Regions from separate parts of the Callithrix jacchus genome. Here region 2 is linked to region 1. The links are chromatin contacts, called in public Hi-C maps. All regions are on one chromosome and are shown on one strand. Each heading gives the region's core, a stretch centred on a gene start, on an enhancer-like site or on the middle of the called end of the contact. The rest is flanking DNA. Distances are from core to core; before and after follow the strand shown.

Region 1 (4,309 bases), core at 774-3,273:
GGGACAGCCACAGTTCACACAGTGCCCAGACAGACTGGGGAAAGCCAGAGGGGATGTTGCCCTCGGCCACTGCGGCACTTCCTGCCCCTTGTTGCAAAGGCGGGGCCCAGGACAGGGGGCAAGGACTATACCCTGGGCAGCAGGAGTCCAGATGCAGGATGGAGGGGCTCTCTGCTGGCCACGGAGCCTGTCAGAGCCTCCACATCATCAGCTGAGTGGGTGGGAAGCGCTGTGGGCTGAATATCCGTCCCTCCAAAACTCAGGTTGAAACTCAGTTCCCAATGTGTCATCACTGAAAGATGGGACCGTTATGGGCTGACTGGGTCATGAAGACTCTGCCCATAGGTATGAATTAATTCATTCACAGATTCATGGATTACTGGGTGAAAGGACTCACGTTTATCAGGGGAAGGGGACGGTGGCTTTATAAGAGGAGGAGGAGGAGAGACCCAGGTGGGCACACTCAGCTCCCTCAACGCGGGATGCCCGGCGTGGGTTTGGGCCTCAGCAGAGCCGCCAGCGGCCGGAAGGCTGGCACCAGATGCAACCCCTTGACTCTAGACTTCTCAGCCTCCAGAACCTAAGAGATTGTCAATTCCTTTTTAAAATGAATTATCCACTTTCAGGTATTCTCTTACAAGCAACAGAAAATATACTAAGACAGATGGGACTGTATGGCTTTCGGTGTGAAGTGAGTTTAGGACATGTATCCAGAGACTACTGTCACCTCCTAGAAAGTCTTGTAACCCCAGGGAAAGAGGCTGCCTCTCAGGGAGCCCCAGAAAGTGAATCCACAGGTGCCCCTTGTGCTTGGTCCCCTCAGAGCCCAGGCCCCTGCCCGGCAGGTGGGGAAAGGAGCCTCATTTGCTCGGGGGACGGGTGGGGGTAGGGCAAGCCTGCAGGGCTGTGCAGGTGGGGACAGATGGAGAGGGCACTCACTGGGTGCTGTATCTCTGACTCCAGTTTCCTCTGAAACAGAGTGGACTCACGGACACCCCCAATTCCTCGGTCTTAACTGATTTCCTGAGACAGTTCAGCCTCAGACGCGTTCTCCCCAGAACACATCCATACAAGACGTGTCTCCCGATTTCTCTTTAATGCAGACCTTCCTGTCTGCATTAAAGAGAAATCCAGCAAACCCACCGTGTCCAACAAACCCACCGTGTCTAAGGAAAAACAAAGCAGAAGCAGCTCTGCCTGGAGAAGGGCAGTCACTGTGCTTGGCGTCACAGACTTCACGTCAGGAGCTGGTGTGGAGCCTCCCAGGGCTCCCGCGGGATTTAACCCCCTCCCACAGCTTCCTGATGAGCCCGGGCTGACCTACTTTCCGTCGCAGCATCCCCGACCTCTGGCTCCAAACACAAAGGGGAGGGGCTCACGCTGCAGCTTTCTATGGTCTTCAAATAGTTTCAAAAGAAAAATGAATCTAAGACCAGTGGAAACTGACCCGAACAGTGACCTGTCTTGCGTCGGAATGAAGAAAACGAGGCCCGGGCGCAGGCCCGGTCAGGAACGCAGCACAGTGACCCTTCCCGGCTCTGGCCCCAGGGAGCTCCCTGGCCCCATTGCCATGACACCAAGAAAACAGGAACCAAACATGCCGCTTCCTGCAGGAGGAGAGGGCTTGGAATGCTGAAGCCGGGGCAGAGACTGCCTGGAACTGCTGGCGGTGGCCCCACGGCCCCCTGCTCCCGCCACTTTCTGGGCCCAAGGCGCCCTCGGTGAAATGCCCTGGCACAGGTTCATGCCTGCTCCCACTTCCCGCCTCTGGATGGCCTGATGGGTTCACTGAGACAGAATTGGTGCCACAGGCTATAGAGGGTGCTCGCCCTGCGTGCCCTGCTCCTCTCAACCCCGCAGGCCCAGGGCACCCCACCCTGTGATGGGAACAGTGGGAAGTCAGCTGGAGCTGCTCCGGTTTCTAAGTTGACAAGGCACACAGCCAAGACAGTCCACCACAGCTCTCCCGGGTGCTGCGGAAGCGCAGGGAGCAGGAGATGCCCCATGGGTGCAGCAGAAATGCCAGCTTGGAGGAGGGCTGGGCTGGGAGTGCAGACACCAGGCCTCAAGTGAGGGTGTCTGGAGCCGCCCCTGTCCTGGGCCTTACCCCAAACCCAGATCCCAGCAGTGCCAGCACTACAGTCCCAGTGGCTATGGGGAGGGGAAGGTCACCAACCATGTCTGACTAGTGACGAAGGGACGGCAGCAACGGCCACACCTGAGGCAGGTGGCCCCAGCCTGAGCTCACACAGGGGCCTGAAGTCCAACTGGGCATCAGGAATAGCAAGCCCAAACTGATGGTAAAAACACAACCTCACATGCTTGGCCAGCTGGTCGAGCTGACGCTGCAAAGTCAGAAGGGCGGAGGTGGCTGTGAGCTCGGCATTCCCCGTTGGGCACAGAGAGGCTTCTTGCCCCGTGCCCTGTGCCCTGTCCGCTTTACCCCAGGCCACCTGCTGCACGGGCAGCTCAGACATCGCCATTCCTTCTGGCTGCTCAGTCCACAGCTCAAAAGCGTCAGGGAGGACCGCTAAGTTCCCATTAAACTGAACCTCACAGAACCCCAGACAGGGGCTGAGACAGGAAATCCCTCATTTCCCTCCAAGACAGAGCCCAGGCCTCCCCATGGGGGAATATGCCGTGACTGCCATCCACTCCTCACACTTGCAGAACGCTCCGGGCCACCCATTGCTACTGGCAGTGAACAGGCTTAGAGGGTGAAAGACGAGGCCTCGGGGTATGGGCGGCTCCTGCGATCTCCAGCCTGGGGCCAGCCAGTGGTCCCCAGGGTGCTCTCGGCTGCCACAGCACCTATACCTGAGCTGGACTGCAAGATGCAGGGCAGATGCATGATGGAGATGAAGACAAGGAGGATGAGGAGAAGCCGTGCCCTTGCCTGAGCCTCAGGAGTCCAGGATGCAGCTGCCACAGAGCCGGCCTGCAGAGAGGCGCCAAGCTCACACGCACCGTGTGGGGACCTCCCTGGGAGGCACATGAGGAGGACTCCAGAGCTGTTCCAGGAACAGCCAACCCTTGACCCTGAAAGACCCCACCTCGGCCCTGCCCTCAGGAGTGACCAGAAACCAGCCCTGAGCCGACTGGTCACAGAGCACTGGGGGTGGCTTTGCTCTCTGGAGCACCGGCTGGCCGGGCAGAAACCTGCAGCTTGGGCTGAATGGCCCCGCAAAGAGAGAGGGATGGGTGACACTTAGGTACAGGCTGCCTAAAAACCCATGACAGGAAAAGCGCAGGTGAGACGCTGCCGCCCGGGAGCCAGGGCATGCGCTCTGCAGCTGCAATTCCGGAGATGTGGGCAAGCAGACCGACCCGCCAGAGCCACAGCCTTCTCCGCTGCCACAGTGCTGCCAGCGCTCTCTGCTCTAATAATGGGACTCCAGGGAGAGATGCAGCCAACCAGGCTCAGTGGAGGCCGCCACACGTGGCAGGCACACAGCGCTCCTGTACACAGGTGGTTCACTGGGTCATCAGCCCTCACCAGTCAGGTCAGCAGACAGAGAACTGGGCTCGCCAGATATACGCTTCAGGGTGACGGAGTTCCCAGGACACGTGCTGACAGAACCTAAGGAAAGGTGGCATGAGCCTGGCTTTTCCATGCAAGGCATCCACGAGCTGCACTTCTCTGTCCACAGAGAGCTGCGTGCGGCTCGGCCACAGGACAAAAGATGTGATGCTGACACGTGCTGCTTCATCTCGGGCACAGGCCACGGGAGACGCTGCAGACTACAGAGCCACTCAGATGCCGCCCACGTCACCCAGGTCATGAGAAAAGGCAGCATGTGCCAGCAGCACCCCACGGCGCTGAGGTTCTCTTCACCCCACCTTCTGGGTGAATGCAAGCTGAATGCACCGCAGGACAGGCCATTTGGGGAAAAAGAAGTGGGAAGCATCCGTCTCACTCTGTACACAATGAAGTCCTGACGGACTAGATATGATGAAAGGCACTATGGAAGCGCCGCAGAGAACACAGAGGGCAGCAAAATACACGGAAAACACAGAACCCGCTACAGAGAAACTTTAAGCCTCCGCAGAGAAAAAAATAACGTGAACAAATTCAAAAGAACTACCGACGAGGGGGAGTCCTCTGCAGTTAACAAGAGAGATTGCTTCCTTCCTACACGGCTTTTCCAAACCAATAAAAAGCAGAAAAGAAAAACAGGAAAAGGCACACATAGGCAGCTCACAGTGATGAAGGCTGAATGGAGCCTTGCAGATGAAGAGCTGCACATTTTGCAAACCAGGCACTGCTGTCCAGGGTCCACCTCGGCAGATGCCCCATCCGCGTGCTCCA
Region 2 (4,535 bases), core at 368-2,867, 120 kb before region 1:
CAGTCATCGTTGGTCTAAGAGGGAAACAAAATGCCTGTATCAGAAGTAACGGCCCCAACCTGCCGACTAAAAATATTAACTGCGAACTGAACCCCACAGTGCAGATGTCCGACATGGAAATCGGGACGGGAACACATTTTAGGTTAGGTTCGCCAGCGTGTAAGCGCGACTCCGACGCGTGTCAGCGTCCACAGCCCAGTGTGACACCTTCCCTCGCACCATCCACCGCGCAGTCATTTTCCTTCCCCCGTGTGAACACATCAAAAGTCACCTCGGGCCCCCAACTGCCCCAGATTGTTCCCGATCGCTGCAGACGCCCCGCACCCGCAGGAACTTCCCCGCGCGGGGGGACACTGCGCCCTCGGGAGGAGACGCAGGACCGTCCAGGGCGCAGCCTCGTCCCCAGCGCAGTCTCCACTCCGGGAGCAGAGCGCGCCCTCCCCACAAGGCAGCAGCGTCGCCCGCCCGGCCCAGCCTCGTCTCGGCGCAGCCTGCTGTCCCCCAGCGCAGCGTCCCCCAGGGACAGAGGCTCCCGGCCCCGGGCGCAGCCTAATTCCCCGGGCAGCCTCGGATCTCCGGGCGCAGCCTCATCCCCAGCGCAGCCTCCGGCCCCGGGCGCAGCCTCGTCCCCAGCAGCCTCGGATCCCCGGGCGCAGCCTCGTCCCCAGCAGCCTCGGATCCCCGGGCGCAGCCTCGTCCCCAGCAGCCTCGGATCCCCGGGCGCAGCCTCGTCCCCAGCAGCCTCGGATCCCCGGGCGCAGCCTCGTCCCCAGCAGCCTCGGATCCCCGGGCGCAGCCTCGTCCCCAGCAGCCTCGGATCCCCGGGCGCAGCCTCGTCCCCAGCAGCCTCGGATCCCCGGGCGCAGCCTCGTCCCCAGCAGCCTCCGGCCCCGGGCGCAGCCTCGTCCCCAGCAGCCTCCGGCCCCGGGCGCAGCCTCGTCCCCAGCGCAGCCTCCGGCCCCGGGCGCAGCCTCGTCCCCAGCAGCCTCCGGCCCCGGGCGCAGCCTCGTCCCCAGCAGCCTCGGATCTCCGGGGCACCGCGTCCTCTCCCCGGAACGCAGCCTGGGTCGCCAGGGCGCAGCCTCGTCCCGGCGCACCTCCCTCCCCGCGGCGCGGTGCATCCCACGCGGACTCGGCGCCCGCAGGAAGGGACGCGGGGCCGCCCGGGACGCAGCCTCCTCCCGGGCGAAACGCTCCAGCAGACGGGCGCCCCGGGAGGGTGGATGCCGGGCGGTGTCAGGGCAGCCTCGCCGCCCCGCGGGCGCCCTCCGCTCCCGGGACGGCCCGCAGCCTGGGCCCCGCCGCCAGCCCCTGCCCGGCGCTTACATAAACGCCGCCGCCGCGGGGTCCGGAGCCTCCGCGCCCGCCCTCACCTCAGCCGCGCCGCGCCTGGTCCTCCACAAGCGCGCCCCAGGCTCCCGCCGCAGTCCTGGGCCGGGCGGCTCTCCGCCTCGTAGGCTGTGAGCTGCGGCGCGGCGTGGCTCTGGCCTCGCGCGGCCCGGAGCCCCGGCCGCCGACCCGGCCGCTCGGCAGCAGCCGCCGCCGCCGCAGCCGCCGCAGCCAGGGCCGCCTCAGCCAGGGCCGCCTCAGCGCCTCAGCCCAGCCACTGGCGGCTCCGCCCCCTCCCCGCCCCCGCCCGCCGGGCGCGCGCGCGCCGAGGGGCGGGGCCGGCGCCGCGACGCCGGACGTGCGCGCGCATGCGCGCCTGCTTGTCGCGGTCAGTCGGGGCTGTGGCGTCTCCCTCGGGACCAGCTGCAGCGGGCGAGCGTGGGGCCGGGACCCTGCCCGCGTTCGAGTCCTCCTCTGGGTGCGCGGCTGCTGCGTTTGGGGGACGGGGTCTCACTGTCGCCCAGGCTGGAGCGCGGTGGCCGGATCTCGGCTCCTGCAGCCTTGACCTCCCGAGCTCACGCGATCCTGCCGCCCCAGCCTCTTCGGTGGCGGGGACCGCAGGCGCCCCGCGCCCGGCTACTGGCGTTTGCGTTTGTGGAGGTGGCGTCCGGAGCTGCCCAGGCTCCCTGCTCCGGGGCCCACGCGCTCCTCCCCGCAGCTGGCGCCGCCCCTGCTTCCCCGACTCCCTGAGGTGTCTGCGACGCGCGGGGCCCGCCCCGCATTGGGTCAGAGCCGGCGGCCGGCGGGGGTCGCAGGCCAGGACCGCGGAGGCGGCGCCCTCGTCTCCGGTTTGTCCGCACTGACACCAGCAGCAGCTCCCACTTACGTCTGGGGGTCGGTGGTTTTGTTTGGCTGATTTTTTTTTAGGTTGATAGTAAAAGCATTTTAAAGGTTTTTTTTTTTTTATTTTTGTTTTTTACAGCATATGCAATAGACTCACTGCCCGATTTATCTGCATTTACTGACTTCCACAGTTATACCAAGAAATGTTTACACGGATGATGATAAGCACATGTGCAAATGCAGCGTTTTCACCGACCCGGGTAACCAACTCCCGGCTGCAGTTCTCTGCACGGAGATGAGGCTTGATGGGGAAACTCCGCAGCGACCTGAGCCTAGAGGAGCAGCTGGGCACGGTGGGCAGAGCCCGGTGTGGACAGGCGCTGGGTCCTGCACCTGGCTGGGGGGAGCTGCAGGCGCCAGGGTCAAGTTGAGGGTGTGCTAGTCCTGGCCTCCGGCCTCAGGTGGCCCACTCTGCCCTCTGCCTGTTTCCTCCCTTGTAAAGTGGGGAGGAACGGACCATCACAAGCCAGGGTTGGTGGCACATGCTGTGGTCTCAGCCACTCAGGAGGCTGCGCCTGGAGGGTCACTTGTGTCCCAGAGCTGCGCTCCAGCCTGGGCAACGCTGAGACTCGGGCTCTGAAAACCCACAAAACGTATAAGATGAACGCAGATAAACGATGGGAGCCTGGTATGTGGTGAGCACGCTGCAGGTGGCAGCCTGGAACCCAGGACAGGTCACTGCCTGGTGGAAAACAAGCCTGTCTTTGGGGCCAGCCAGCTAACAAGTGAGCGTTTCACCCCATCTGAAGGCAAAGTACCCAAATGGGCAACCGTGGACAGCTAAGTAAAAATGAGGACTCCTGGGATGCCTTCTCGGGACACATTCTTAATAAACAGATACGTGCATGAGGACATTGTGTGTATTTCTATGCAGCAGACCACCCCAAACCTCAGTGAGCAAAAACCTGTCTTCACTGCTCATGACCCTGTGGGCCTGCAGCTTGAGCTGGTTCAGCTGGGACGGCTTCCCTCGGCCCCACGAGGTGACCACTGGGCCTACTTATCCGCAGAGGCCCCCGGCAGATCCGGGCCATGTGTCACCAGTCCCTACAGGCTGGCCGGGCCTCCTTCCCGGCAGGTCTCCATCGGCAGCGAGAGAAAGCAAATCCCTGTGGTGTTTCCATCCATCTCCCCAGGAGAAGCAGGTGAGATGGCCTGGGCCTGAGTAGATGTGAGGGACTGCACGGGGGACAGGCGGAGGGAAGCATGGCCTATGGGGGCGGTCACTGTGGCAGTCTTCTGCAGGCCTTCACTTAGGTAACACTGGGTGTGGGGAACACAAGGTAATCCCCAGAAGGGAGGCTGCTTATGCAAGTTTCAACTTGTCCTCTTTCTCCCTCCAGAGCAGCAGAAAGCGGATGGTGGCCAAGGCCGGGACCCTCTGCTGTTCCCACAGGCCTCTCCAGAGGCTCTGCAGGACCAGCCAGCAGCCTCAACTGGTCCCTTCCTGTTCCACACCCTCAGATGCCATCCTCTCCACAGAGATGGTTTCTGCCATGGTGCTCTCCCTAACTTGGAAGAATGGCACTCCCCTTGGGCTGATGTCAGGGAGAACAGCAGTTTCCAGTCGCCTGGGCCCAGGACAGGGTGTTCCCAGCTGTCGTGAAGCATGGAGCTTCAGGATGCCCATTTGGGTGCCTCTGAGATGAGGTGCTTTGAGAAGGAATCCTGCAGTCTCCTGAGGAGGTCCAAAGAAATTTTGAGGATATCTCAGCCATCTGTTCCCTGTTCACTGTGGAAGTCGAACACCAGGGCTCCTGGAGGGGCCCTGGGTCTCCACAGAAGCGCTGGCAGCCACCATCTACTTAATGGACTTCCGTGCCTGCCCCACCTCTGTTCTGTTGTTTACTCTCTCCTTTGTGGGAATTGTGGAATAAACAATCACTTTGGTGTCCGGGAAAATAAACCTGATGCTCGAGGGCTTGAGTGCAGGAATCCAGCGAGGCTCCCTCTGTGCACCCCAGGGTGCGGAGTTAGGTTTTGCATAAGCATGTGACACGTCAGCCGCTGTGAAACATGGTCTACACAGCACCAAAAACCCATTTGGCTGTGTTTTCCCTTCAGTAGAGTTAAATGGCATGACCCTGTGACTGTCCCCCACAAGAATTACAAATTATGCTGGCACTGCCAGCCTACAGGATACAGTGGCACAAAATGATTTCCGCCAGCTTAGGATATAGACCCAGGCAGACTCGAGAGATTAAGTGGATTTCAAACTGTGGTCTCGGGCCTTCCGGGAACTGCCCGAAAGGGAGGGAGGGTGCCAGCCTGGGAGTGGCCCAGCTGCCCAGCCTATTCACACA

The links. Hi-C and Micro-C count contacts between places; a contact is called where the count stands out from the background.
Region 2: a contact with region 1 is called in a Hi-C map of skeletal muscle, with 2.6 times the contacts expected there. The contact joins the promoter of ADARB1 here to the enhancer-like site in region 1. A contact is called at or near these places in 2 of 3 Hi-C or Micro-C datasets (both in skeletal muscle).

The regions. Positions count from the first base shown.
Region 1 is chr21:50,615,870-50,620,178 of calJac240_pri, reverse strand. The region is part of intron 2 of SLX9 (SLX9 ribosome biogenesis factor); the gene reads right to left. Among named protein-coding and RNA genes, the nearest start is that of SLX9, 20 kb to the right of the region's middle. Within about 2 kb of position 2,023, at least 9 of the 16 cell types and tissues checked have an H3K27ac peak or open chromatin away from gene starts, as enhancers often do. A contact at or near this core is called in skeletal muscle, where this site is marked.
Region 2 is chr21:50,731,082-50,735,616 of calJac240_pri, reverse strand. ADARB1 (adenosine deaminase RNA specific B1) reads right to left here and starts at 1,617. Exons shown (of 11, transcript XM_078358783.1): 1 at 1,374-1,617. LOC144580695 (a long non-coding RNA gene) reads left to right here and starts at 1,708. Exons shown (of 3, transcript XR_013530691.1): 1 at 1,708-3,377; 2 at 3,576-4,535.